Regions from separate parts of the Pelodiscus sinensis genome. Here region 2 is linked to region 1. Evidence: chromatin contacts called from public Hi-C data. All regions are on one chromosome and are shown on one strand. The core of a region is the stretch at or near the end of the contact, and the rest is flanking DNA. Distances in the headings are between cores, read along the strand shown. Region 1 holds the start of METTL21C (methyltransferase 21C, AARS1 lysine). Region 2 holds the start of TPP2 (tripeptidyl peptidase 2).

Evidence for each region. A called contact is a pair of places that touch in the nucleus more often than the background predicts.
Region 2: a contact with region 1 is called in a Hi-C map of blood, with 8 times the contacts expected there. The contact joins the promoter of TPP2 here to the promoter of METTL21C in region 1. A contact is called at or near these places in 2 of 5 Hi-C or Micro-C datasets (blood and liver).

The regions. Positions count from the first base shown.
Region 1 is chr1:245,775,958-245,782,961 of ASM4963464v1, reverse strand. METTL21C (methyltransferase 21C, AARS1 lysine) reads right to left here and starts at 1,661. Exons shown (of 5, transcript XM_075918742.1): 1 at 1,566-1,661. It overlaps TEX30 (testis expressed 30), which reads left to right and starts at 2,045. Exons shown (of 5, transcript XM_075918744.1): 1 at 2,045-2,334; 2 at 4,521-4,751. The coding sequence starts at 2,317.
Region 2 is chr1:245,940,715-245,947,503 of ASM4963464v1, reverse strand. It overlaps TPP2 (tripeptidyl peptidase 2), which reads left to right and starts at 1,450. Exons shown (of 30, transcript XM_075918739.1): 1 at 1,450-1,723. The coding sequence starts at 1,460.

The DNA of each region.
Region 1 (7,004 bases), core at 412-2,911:
AATTATTATCTGCTCTCTCCCATAATTTTCCCACAACAGTGAAAATAAAAGATAAAAATAAAAAAAATGCTTAGAACCCATAATTATGTGCAACTGAAAATTTAAATATCTTAAAAAATCCTTAAAATCAATACTGATATTATCTGTTTAAATTACTAATAAATAAATACATATATAAATAAAATCAAATTCTGCAAAGTCTATTCCTAGGCTAAATCTTGAAAAAATGCTGAACGCATTCTGAGATTCAGGCCATCTTCCATTCTGATGAGAATGAGGTGTGCACATCATCACACAGCATTAAGGCCTAACATTATAAAATTTTCAGGGCAAGGAACGTGTCTTCTCATCCTTGTAATATAAGGCCATACCTATATTACAGATTTATATCTGTTTTATGCTTCTAAGAAATACACAGGATCTTTTTCATGGGAAAAGACAATATGGCATGTTTATTGAAAATATAATATGAATTGTGTAGATGAAGTCAAAATAGCTTAATTTGGCTTTTGGCGCTGTCTACACAGCAGGAAGTCGAAAGAGGAATACTCTTCTTCTGACTTCCCTGTGATAGGGCGAGATCACCTTGGGGTGCTTCCCGGAGTACTGGCAAAGCTACTGAAACTCATCTTCCTCCTCTTTGGGACTTCTCACTGCCTGGTCCTGCTGGACCAGCTCTGCTGGTCTCCCTCAGCCAAGGCTCCAAGTTGAGATCAATGCCCCCCCCCCCCCTCCCAAGTAGCAGTACAGACACTGAATCCCTTCAGATCCAAGGAAAGTGCAGTTTGGGCCCAGCTTCCTGAAATCCCACTCCACAAACAGGATCAAAACCCTCAAATGAATTATTTAAGTAAGCCCCCTTTAACAATGAAAGGGGGAATGTACACACTAATTGCTCTTCCAGGTAATACTTATTTACACTGGGTTTCGAGATTCAGGTGTGGGTTTTTTTTCACTTGTGTGGTCCCTGACTGATTTTTCTGTGTGTCAGTGGCTCCTGACCCAAGAAAGATTCCCCACTCCTGCTATAAATAAAGACAATATTGAAACCTTTTGTGTTGGACATAATATTTACCTTATCTAAAAATGAAGTCTGGCCAACACGCCCACAATTGGGTCCCAGGCCCCATCTGGCCGCAGTGTCATAACACTCCTGCATTGACCCACACACCAACCCTGAGCCCATCATACACCTGACCGGCCCCCCGCCCCGAGTCCCTCACATCCCCACATTTCTGGTTCCCTGTTATAACACTCCTGCACCCTTCTCATCCCCCAACCTTGTGCTCTGAGACCGAGTCCATCATATATTCCAATCTCCTGCCCCATGCCCCCATCCCAACCAAGAGTCCTACCCCCCATGTCACCAGCCCCCTGCCATAAGATTGACAGAAGACAACCTGATTTGACCAGTTGTGATGTAAATAAATGTGCAAAAAGATGCAGCAGCAGTCCCCTTAAATAAAATCTGTGAGTACAATGTTTCATTTATGCTGCTATTAATCATGTCAATTATCAACAATTTTAAGATGCATATTTCCAGTCATGCAAATGGGCATTCTTACATGGCTCTTTGCTGACCACTGGTTCTGAAGTTTGATGTAGTTTGGCTCTTTGGTTTGAAAAGGTTGCCAACCGTTGCTCCGTCCTGTCCCTGGGATGCCTGGGATGCCGGGCTTACCCCCCTCAGGGCTTGCTGACACCAGGAAGAGGGTGCAGCAGCGGGCTCAGGCCTGAGGCAGGAGGGTTGATGGGGGGGGGGGGTGGTCACACTCTGGGATGGTGCAGAGGGTTGGGTTGCAGGAGGGGGCTCCGGGCTGGGGGTTGGGACATGGGATCAGAGCGACATTTACTTCAGGCTTCTCCCCAGACGTGAGCAGACAATTCCAGGCGCGGCGCCCCCGCAGCGTTCCAAGGGCGGACGAGATGGGGCTGGAGCGCGCGCTGCCCAGGGAGCTGTTCGTTTCAGAGAGCGAACTACAACTCCCAGCATGTCCCGCGCGGGCCCTCTCTTGGCGATAGGCTGGCGCTCTGGCCTTCAGGGGCGGGGCTCGGGGGCCGTTCGCAGAAAGCCGGTGTGGCGGTTACCGAACCGGCTCTCAACGCAAGGGAGGGCGGGGGGCGCATGCGCTGAGGCGTTGAGTGTGCTGCTGTTCCCGCGCGGCTGCGGCGTGGGGGGTGGTGAGTGCCCGGCACGTGCCCGCTGCCCCGCGGGAAGCTCGTGGCCTCTGGACGGCGCAATATCTCTCTCCCCCTCCCCCCCCCAGCACAGCACAGCGCTCTGTGGAGGCGAGCGGCCCCGCCCGGCGGGGAGACATGGGAGATTATAGCGAGGTGCGTGGCCTTCCCTCGCTGCAGGCTCCCTTCCTGCGCGCGCAGCGTGTGTCCAGCGCGCCCGCCCGCCCAGTCTGCTGGGCCTCTTGGTACTTGGGGGGGGGGGGGGGGAATAGCTATTCCGTGCCCGTTATTTTGAAAGCATGGACGTGCTATTCCAGCGTCTCTGTAACCTTCGTTCCACGAGGGTTAAGGGACTTATTGGAATAGTGCTTTATTTCAAAATTAGATCAAAATACGAGAGGCAATTTGCGTAGCTCAAATTGCATATTTTATTTTGACCTATGCGTGCAGTGTAGATGCACCCCCAGTTTTCCCCTTTTTTTCCCCCCTTTCTAATTCAGTGTGGTCCACAGCAATTACTTGTATTTCACAGTGAGCTGCTACTTATGCTTTCTCTGCACTGGTTGTTTTTAAGTGTTGACCGACATAGTCCTAAATTACCTGCAATCCTCCTGCTTGGAGAGATCATCGCTCACCTTTTTGCAATACTGTTTTAGTTGAGACTTGGAAGCGTGGGAGAGCTGCCAATTCCTGTTGCAATCATGCTTTTGACCAGGGATGTTGGATATTGTTTAATTGAGTAGTCGTGTAACCGCATGAAATCTTAGCAGTTACACCACTTTTCAGTAGTCCCTGGGGATGGTGCTAGCAGTCAGTGTGCTCCTGGCCGCCTCCTGAGTAGCCTCCTGCCACCCCATGCTACTGCCTCTGTGCCTTTGTTATGTGGTTCAGCTTTTGGATAGGAGTGATGTCAGGAAAAACACCTCAGATAAACTCTTGTTAACTTTATTATGCACAGAATAGTAAAGGAAAGCAATGCAAGGTTACACAGATCTATTCCAATACACAGGATAGTTAGCACAGTCAATAATATAACACCTACATCTACGGCAATACCCAAGATACTTAATTTTAAGGATCTGAATATACATGTACAGGGCTTGACAAATACACTCACCCACTCGCCCATGGCGAGTAGATTTTTCCAGCTGGCGAGTGCAGGGGTGGACTGGCCTGGTGGGTCATTGTAACGCTGGCCAAAGCCCACACTATGGGCGGCGCAGCCCCATCCAATTCGCCAGCAAGCGGAGGAGCAGAGCGCTGCCGGGGAGGGGGACCTGCAGCAATTCTCAGCCATTAAAAAAACACTTTTTTGGGGGGGGTGGGAGGGTGGCGAGTCCCTTTTTTGTCTGGCGAGTAGGGGTTTCCATAATTTGTCAAGCCCTGTACATGTACTTATTTCTATAAATCTCACACAGTTCCATCGCTAGACCCTTACGATTGTCAGATAGGACGTTGTGGCTTCGTTTCCCCACACGCAATTATGTATTGTATATGTCCCTCTTTTGGACACGTCCTACTAGTCAAACTATACTGTACTTAATTGATAGTTTTATGGCTGCATCAGTGATTTTTGCTCATTAGTATTGTTATGTACCAGGCTACTCCCAATGTTCTGGGCACAGTTTCTCTATACCAATACTCTCAATGCACTATTGTTTAAAGCACTCCTGACATTTAAAGGTCAACCCTTGGCCTGGCCCATGTACACTAGGCTTGAATCAGCCTGGTTTGCTTTGTTAGAAGCCACTCCTGACATTTAAAGGTCAACCCTTGGCCTGGCCCATGTACACTAGGCTTGAATCAGCCTGGTTTGCTTTGTTAGAAGCCACACTTTGGTTAAGGCAACCATCCTTAGTCCGGTCAATGCAGAGCCGCACAATGCAGACATTATTATTCTGGTCTAGATGGGGTTGTCCAGGCTCCCCTACACCTTTAAAAACCAGCTTCCCATGCAGATTGGCTCCTGTCTGCCACCCCAGTTGCTGCCTTTGATACATATGTATAATATAAAAAAATTGTCAGTCGTTGTGTGTGTGCCTCACAAATCCCTGTAATTTAGGGAAGCTTTATTATTTTACAGCTGGGTCTAAATTTTCCCAGAATGATTATTGACTTGTCCAGGGTCATTCAGGAAGTCTTTGACTCAAACAAGAACAGCAGAAACCAGATCTCTCAACTGCTAGTATGCTGCCTTAAAAGCAAGGCCATCCTTCATTCCTTTTTCATACGAGCACAGAATGGTGTTATAACTGCAATTATTCATGGCATGATGTCCTGAATGTACATATTTGAAATATTTCTTTTGCACTGTAGTTTACTATTTTTATTTTTATTTATAGGTTAAAGTGAAAATACCTTTTGGAACTAAATACCTAGACGCTATTTTTTCAGTTCCAGACAAGATATTAACACACGGCGTGATTCTTACTCATGGAGCTGGAGGAGATATGAATTTCTCTCATTTAGTTTCTTTAGTAGCTTATCTTGCATCTCGTGGAATTCTGTGCTTGAGATTTACCTGTAAAAGCCTTAACATTGCCTATAGGACTAAAGCATATAAATCAGTTGTGGTAAGAGAAGACCAGATTGTATTTCAAATTCTGGAAAGATTAGAGTGACGTCAGTATTCAAGGATACTTATTAGTAAATTTAATTTTATCAAAATCCACTTAAGCCACTATATGCTTTTTGCATATTTAATTTCCTGTGACTACTGAGTATTTAAGTGCTTTTTAAGGTCAGGAGGAACCACCAGATCATCAGTCTAACCTGTATATCACAGACCATCCAGCCACTTCAGCACCAAGCCCAACAATCAGAATTAGATCAAAGTATTCAGGAAATGAAACTATTGTGTGCCATGGACCAAGAACAGGTGGCACTGGGGTACCATTAGTTCAGGGAATTGATTGATTAAATATACGAGATGATCAAGGGATCCCATTGCAAGTTGTAGAGGAAGGTAAGTAACCCCACAATCCCCAGTCGGACATGGGTGAAAACTTTCCCATTACAAAAAATGGTCTATTAAACCGTGATCGTGTGTGCTAGACCTACCAGCCAGGCATCTGGCAGAGAATACTTTGTATCCTCTCAGAACATCTCTACATTCAATATGCAGTGTTTTATCTCCAGCTATGAAGGAAAACCCTCCACACAGAGGGGTGAAGGGGCAGGAGAATTTCCTTTTTTGACTCCCACTGGTGAGCAACTGAAGCCCTGAGGGACAAGTTTCTAGGAACAGAAGGCATTAAGACCAGAAGTGACCTTTAGGGCTGAAACAGGCCCCCTATCCGCACAAGCAGAAGTTATAAATCTCTCTCGTAGACTTATTCAGCTCTGTCTTTAAAACTAAATTGTTTTCCCCCACAACTTCTGTTGGGATGCTGTTCCTAAACCTCATTGCTTTGATGTATAAAAATCTAATTTTCAGCCTATGTTTATGGCCAGTTTATACCTATTTGCTTTTGTGCCAACATTTTTCTGTAAGTTCTATAGCTCTTTACCCTGGAAAATTCCCCCCCCCCCCCCAGTATATTTATAAAGAGCAATAATATCCCCCATAGCTTTGTTTTGCTAGGCAAAACAAACCAAACTTTTTTTGTGTGTATTTTTATGTGGTTTTTATTGTATTTGACATCATTCCACTATAATCACTCAACACTAGATTAAGCCTTTAGGAAGACTCTCCAGGGATCTCTCAGTTCTTTTTCAGCCCTGGGATGGGTGAGAGGTAGTACAGACCTTGGAAAGGTGCACTTTGTTCCTGCTGCCTCCTTTGCCCAGCCAGCTTCTTGGCCAGGAGTAGGAGCTAGACCCAGAACTTTGTCCATATCTTGTATCTGGAGAACAGGTACTGCACTCTTAGGGTGTGTCTAGACTACTGAGTTTTGTCGACAAAAGTGGACTTTTGTCGACAAAAGTATACCTGCGTCTACACTACCACTGAGTTCTGTCGACAGAACTCAGCAGTTTTGTCGACGCTGGTAAACCTCATTTTACGAGGCATAACACCTTCTGTCGACAGAATTCTGTCGACAGAAGGTGTTATTGCCTGTAGGGTTACGTCTAGACTACAGGGTTTTGTCGACTAAGCAGCTTGCTTTGTCGACAGAACTGAATGTGTCTAGACGCTCTATGTCGACAGAAGTTTTGTCGACAGTATCTGTCGACAAAACTTCCGTCGACAAAACCCTGTAGTCTAGACGTACCCTTAGAGACTTGCTACCAAGATTTAAGATAGGTCAAATTCAGTCACAAGATTTAGGATAGACCTAGCAAGTAAGTCAAGAAGCCATACTCACCTACTTGACTGAATAAAAGAAGAACACAGTCCAGCTCTCTGAGATTCCGTTTGTACTTTGGCATCACAATTGTTTCTATATGTTGTGTTTTAACACAGTATTCTACTGAAATTAGATCTCACTAATGTTAATTAAGGCCTTCTAAGGAGCTTTGTGTTGAAGTTTCTTTAAAAGTACACAATAATATTGTTTTTCAAAACAGTTTGGTTAGGAATTCAGAACTGTATTGTAATGAATGTTTATCTAGAGAACACTGGAAGGATGTGTACCATTTATAATTTATAATCTTTTCAAAACTTGAAACTGAAATATTCTCTCACTACATTTATCACGTCTAACTTAGACACATTGGGCTACGTCTAGACTGGCATGATTTTCCAGAAATGCTTTTAACGGAAAAGTTTTCTGTTAAAAGCATTTTCGGAAAAGTGTCTAGATTGGCACGGACGCTTTTTGCAAAAGCACTTTTTGTGAAAAAGCGTCTGTGGCCAATCTAGACGCACTTTTGCGCAAAAAAAG
Region 2 (6,789 bases), core at 201-2,700, 160 kb before region 1:
TAAGATTGACAACTTTCTAATAACAGAAAAGCAAATGCCCTGCCCCAGCCATACTCACTCCATTCCCTCTCCTTCTGTCATTCTCTCTCCCCCACCCTCACGTCTTTTCACTGGGCTGGGGCAAGGGTTGTGATGTGTGTGGGGGTGATGGCCTCAAGTGGGCTCTGGGTGCATGGGATGTGGGATGAAGGCTCCAGGTAGGAATTTAGGTGTAGTATCTGGGAGGGAATTTGGGTATAGGAGGGGACTCCAGGCTGGGACACAATGTTGAGGAGAAGGAAGCCAGTCTTTGCTTATCAAAGCTTGCAGGAAGCAACAACCAGGTCCCTCCAGCTCCTAGGCATAAGGCAGCCAGGGAAGCACCATATACTGCTTTTGTACCCACAGGCACCTCTCCCAGACCTCCCACTGGCCATGGTTCCTGGCCAATAGCAGCTGTGGAACTGGCACTTGGGAATGGGGCAACTCCTGAAGCTTCCAAGTTCCTGGCTGACCCAGCAACTAGAGGGTGCTGGGATCTGGTGGCGACTTCTGGGAGCAGGCCAGAGCTGAAGCAGCCTGCAATAGCCCTGGACTTCTGGTCAGCACCAGGTCCCCTTTCAGACAGGATGCTCCAGTTGAAAACCATGTGACAATCCCACACTAGGCTCGTCCCTGCTTAGCCCAGCACCTGCACCTGCATCTCTGGGCTGGCTACTTCCTTCCCCAGCTCTGTGATTGCAGCAGGGTCTGATCCTGTGCTGGGACCCACGAAGTGTCTGTTCTTAGGGTGAACGCATTACAGAGACACGGCACAGCGATCAGGGATGGTCTGGACAGCGCTTGGTCCTGCTGTAGGGGTGGCGGGGGGGCTGGACTCAATGCTCCCCAGAGGGCCCTTCCAGTTCTAGAATAGTGCTAGAAATGTAGCCCTGTTAGTCTGGTGCAGCTGAAACAAACACCAGGACTGTGTAGCTCTTTAAAGACTAGCAAGATGGTTTAATAGGGAATGAGCTTTCGTGGGCCAGACCCACTGAGGAAGTGGGTCTGGCCCACGAAAGCTCATTCCCTATTAAACCATCTTGTTAGTCTTTAAAGTGCTACACAGTCCTGGGTTTTTTTCCTTCCAGTTCTAGGATTCCATGGTTCTGTGACATGCAGCTGTCAGGAAGGCGCGGAAGCACCATTCAAAGAGGAGGGGGGGGATAATGACCAGAGGAGGAGGCTTGGGGGTGAAGTAGAGTGGTAAATAGGTGCCTGTCTCTTTAAGACGGGACGATTCCGTGCAGGTTTCCTTTACGGCACTCCGGCGCGTGTCCCGTCGTCTTATTGGCTGACTAGGCGCATTCGCCCTTTCCAGGGCGGGAGCGCGCCTGCGCGCGCAAGAGCGTTTCGCCCTCCAATTGGCGGGTGGCGCCTGTGCGTCCGTGGCGCTCTAGAAAGCGCGGGCAGGCCGCCCGCCGATTGGCTGGGTGAGCGCATGCGCCACTTCCGCCCCTTCCTCCCCCACTCGCGTCACTTGGTGCGTCCCAGGCGCCGCTGCCGGGGCTGGTCCGTGCGCGTCTCTCTGTCCCCTGCCATCATGGCGGCCGCCGCGGAGGAGCCGTTCCCCTTCCACGGGCTCCTGCCGAAGAAAGAGACGGGCGCCGCCGCCTTCCTCGGCCGCTACCCGGAGTACGACGGGCGCGGGGTGCTGCTGGCCGTGCTGGACACCGGCGTGGATCCCGGCGCGCCCGGCATGCAGGTACCGGCCGGCCTGCTCCGCGGGTGCCGACCCGCCGCGCGGGAGCTAGATAGTGCGCGGTGGGGGGCGTCCAGCAGCCGAGGCCTGCGGGGCGGGGGGTTGAGCTGAGCGGGGCCGGAGCAGCCCGGGACTGGCGGGGAGACGGCGCCGGGCGGAGGAGGAAGGGGAGGGGCGGGAGGCGTCGCGGGGACCTGGCCGATTTGGGTGCTGGGGGCTCGTGGAGGCAGGCGGGCGGGGCAGAAGAGGGCCCCGAGAGAGACGGGCGGGTTTGAGCCCCCAGTGATGCTGGTTGTGGTTTTACTGGGGTGCTCCACTGCAGCCCAGGGGAGCTGCTTTCCTTGGGATATTGTCGTGCTCTCCACACCGAGGTGTGGCTTACTGCATAGAGCTAGCCCGTGGGCAGTGGGGCTGGAACCCAGGACCTCTGGATTTGACACTTACACGACTATTCAGTTCCATGCTATCTAACATCTCTAGTGCATGTTCAGAAGAGCTTCATCTGCCAAGAGAAAGTGCCATAAGAGCATTGCTATTCAAATTCTTGTACTGACTATTTCTTGCAATGTAACTTGTTTTGTGGAGGGAATAAGTATGGTGCACATTTTCATCTTTTCTTTCTGAATGCTTTTTTTTTTTTTTTTTTTTTTTTTTTAATCTCACTGGAAAACTTGACTTGGCTTCCAGTTGTTTTGCTATAGGTGGAAACCTGTTTCTAACATAAACCTTGTCTAGCCAAGAGGTCTGCAGTTTGTGGCTCTTCTGTTGTGAGTAGAAACTTGTACCTATAGCGTAGATGGGCAACAATTTTTGATGGGAGGACCACTCTTGGTAAGTGGTCAAGGATTGGGGTCTAAGTGACTAGTCAACTTTCCAATACGCATAGGCTTATTGGATAGTCAAGTAGTAACTCGACTAGTCTGTCAGAGAGGCAGTAAGGGAGGAAGCAGGAGCTGGTGCTGGTGGGGAGATACCTTAAATTTGCTGCCCCCAGCACTGTGTCTGGGGGTAGAGGGGGTAGGGGTGCAGCAGGCACTGAAGCAGTCCTCTCTCTTGTTGGTTCCTACTGCGGTGCTTCAGCCTTTAAAATGTACAAGAGTCCTTTGGGGCTCTTGTACGTTTCAAAAGCAGAAGCGCTGCAGGGAGCATGAGGATAGCATGGACTACTTAAGTCCCTGCTGCCTCCGTGCTCCCTATGGCACCTCCCCTCTTTTGCTGCCTTGAAGAGAGGCAGCAAGGGGGAGGGGAAGCCAGCTTAAAAGCTGTCTGCTTCCCTCCCACCCCCAGCTCCCTCTGAGGGGATATGGGAGGCTGCTGCGAAGCAGCCCCTGTCTGCAGGGATCCCAATGGGGAGCTCCTTCTCCTTCCTCACCCCCCGCCATGTGGACAGGGGCTGCCGCCGCCAAGTCACCCCTGTTTGCAGCAGCCAGGGCTATCTGCTGCAAACAGGGACTGTTGGACTTGATGCGATCCAGGACAGAGTAGTCCCGACTTGTGATAATTGTGGTGCCTCTGCATTTTAAATGTAGTAAGAGCTCAGCGGCTCTTACTACATCTAATATACAAAGGAGAATGTTTGTATGCTTGTGCTCTAATAACTTGGACACTATAAGACCTACTGCAACCAAACTTTCCATGGGATAAAACCTTTTCCTGGAGGAAAGGTTAAGGTACTTTTGGACTCGATCGGACCTGGTCTCAACCTGTAAAAATCAAAAATAACCTGCCGTGCTGTGCTGCAGGGGCAGCCCTACCCACCCTAGGTCACGTGTCCGCTGCCTGCGGCCCCAAAGCACCATCCGGGACTCACCCCACCCCCATGCGCATAACGGCTCAGCCATCAACCATGCCCCCTGTGGCTACAGTTACCAGGTAGTCTTTTTATATATATAAAAAAAGCGGCCCCATTTGATGGGGGTGGGTGGGGGGGGGGGGGCTGGGCCTGGTCCTGGCTGGGAGAAAGGGGGGGGGGGCTGGGAAACAGGGCTGGTTTGAGGGTGGTCATGGGCAGCGTGGCTGATCGGGGGAAGGGTGGCTGATGGGAAGCAGAGCTGGTCTGGGGGGGGCGGGGGAGTTCTGGGGCAGCAGGGCTGGCTGGGGGAGATCGGGAGGGGGTGGCCGGTGGAAGGAAGCAGAGTTGGTGGGGTGCAGCGGGGCAGTCCAGGGGAGATCGGGGCGGCGGGAAACAGATCTGGTCGGGGGCAGCGGGGCTGGCTGGGGGATATTGGGGGGGCAGCCGGTGGGAGCGGGGCTGGCTGTGGGAGATCGGGAAGAGGGGAACCAGCCAGCAGGAAGTAGGGCTGGCTGGGGGATAGGGGAGCGAATAAGCCAGTGGGGAGCGGGACACAGCAATGCTGGGTAACTCCAGCTAGTTTACAATACAGAGCTGTAGCGATGGCGACTCCTGGAGCTGCATGAGACAGGACTGCTGAGTCCAATCTCAAGCCAGCTCCTGGATCTACCTTTGCTGCATGCAGCTCTGTAGAGTGGTTCTATCAACTAATCATATAGTCGATACAATTTGTATCGACTATACGATTAGCCTGATAGCAGCCTTTAACATCCTTAGTCAAAGACCACACTTTTCCATGGTGGAGTTGTGGAGTCTGGGACAGAGATTGAGTACAGAAGGTATCTCGGGGTGGAGGACTTGAGTGCAAGAGAGGCTGTGAAATCTGAGAGGGAGCTTCGGTGAAGGAGAGAGTTGTGATTTCGGTCAGGGAATTGGAGCTCAGGGTATGGGAGCAGTAGAGGATTCTGGCCTTGGAAAGAGGTGTCGGAGGGGGCTGCAGGGTCCGGGAGGGAGTTGACATGGGGGAGAAGGGTGCAGAGGGTTTGGGTGATGGCCTGGGGCAGGGAGCTGGGGAGTGGGAAGGACTGGGGTGTCAAAGGCTCTGGCTGGGAGGTGCTTACCTAGGCAGCTCCTGGCCAGCAGCCTTGCAGGATGCCAAGGCAAGTTCCCTGCCTGCTGCAGTGCGAGGCTGCTCAAAACAGCTGGATACTCCATATGACTCTGCTCCAAGTGCTGGAAGGAGGGGGAGACTGTGTGCTGTTCCCACCCCCAGGAAAATCTCCGAGCTCTTATTGGCTAGATATCTGTTGACCAGAATCCAGTGCTGCTTTATGCCTGAGGGTCTGAATGGGATGGCCATTGGGCTAAATTTGGCCTGCCTCTGACTTATAGGGATCACATGCAAATAGTAGAAAATGGTGCTCTTTTAAAGTCTAGTCATAACTCTTTTGGAACATATTGTTGGTTATTTAATAGACGTTCAGAAGACCTACATTTTGTACTTCAGGGTCTGAACATAAATACCCATGTACAGAATCAGACATAATTGCTATTATCTTCAGTATTTGGATCAATTCCTCAGTACACCTATTAAAAACAGTACTTGTTACCTTCTGTCAGAGAAGAGTCAGTATCCTGTGTATTCTCATCATAGATTTTCATTACCCTAAGTCACTCTGAAACATACATTTTTAAGCATTCCGTATAAATATTCAACCTTACTCTTTTGAGGTGTGATAAATGCATGGCCATCTTCCTGTTTATATTTGGCAGTCGCAAGGGGACTGTGAATTAATTTACTCAGATTCAAAGTCTTCAACTGGATTCACACTGGGGAATCCTATACCCTTTGGCTTCAAAAGTACTTTGAATGGGTATCTGCCACAAGCTTCAGATTTCAGGATTGCAGGTATAGATATTTGTGTCTAAAATTTTTAGAGAACAACTTCAGAATGTGTGAAACAGATTAGGGATATGAAGAGCTAGTCTACTATCCGATAAGCAAATACTTACCAGATAGTCAACAGACTAGTCGACTCGTCATCCCCCCTGCCTTGCTGCCTCTATCAGAAGGGGCAGGGGGAGGAGAAGGGGAAGGGGGGTAAGAAGAGTGGGTACTTCAAAGCAGCAGTGCCGCTTGGAGCCTGGGGTCAGACCCTGGGCTCCATGCAGCGTTGTCACTTTGAAATACTGCGTGCAGCCCGGGGCCATCTGGGGTGTCCTTAGGCTGCATGCAGCATTTCCAAGTGGCCGGGGGGAGCCAGTGATCAGCTGGGGATTCCCTTCAAAGGCAGAGGTGCCCTATCAACTAATCCAATAGTTGATGCAAAATTGCATCCACTATTCGATTAGTCAGTTGATGTTTAACATCCTTAAAACAGATATATGTGGCTACATTATTTTTCTTGCTAATCTTACCTGTATCAGCTGCATTGTCTGTAGGGGAAAGGAGATGAATAGTATGAAAATAGCATATCCTAGTATGTTTCACTTTTCTGTATGATTGAGGGAGCTGTGTATCTGTGTCACTTTTTTAAGTGGTCAGGAGGGGGCTGTTAATTAGGGACAGACCTCCTTAGAAAATGCATATCGTTTTTTTGACTAGTTGTGAAAGAAGTGTATGATTCTACACTGAATTTGGGATTCTGAGTATTAGTGTAACTAAGCCTCTTTCCCACTTTTGGGAAAGCACTTATGGTGTAATAGTTTTATACAAGACTGATAAAATAAACACATGCTGCTGTCATTTCACCTTAAGTTCATAGCTTTTCAATATCAGAAGGCTGTACTAATGGAGAGTTAAGGTTTTTGGTGATATGTTGTCCCCTTGCAGAACTGAAATGAGCAAACTCAAACTTCTGAAAACCATGAAATGCAGAGTTAAGCTTGCATTTCAGTAGTGCCCCAGTATGCTCTGTTAAACTGTCTTTACACTGCCAATTCCACAGCTGCTGAAATGTATAAGTTATTTCCCCTCCTTCCCCCCCCCCCTTTTGTTTAATAGAGTTAGATGGAATTTGGTGAGTGAATGTGCTATAAAAGCATTGTTACAGGCTGGGGACTGACTGGCTAAGTAGCAGTTTGTCAGAAAAGGACCTGGGGATTGCTGTGGATGAGAATCTGGATGAGAGTCACAGTGTGCCCTTGTAGCCCAGAATGTGAATGGAATATTAGGTTGTATTAGAAGGAGAATTGCCGGCAGATCTAGAGAAGTGATTATTCCCCTTTATTTGGGTCTGGTGAGGCCACATGAGGAGTACTGCGTCCAGTTCTAGGC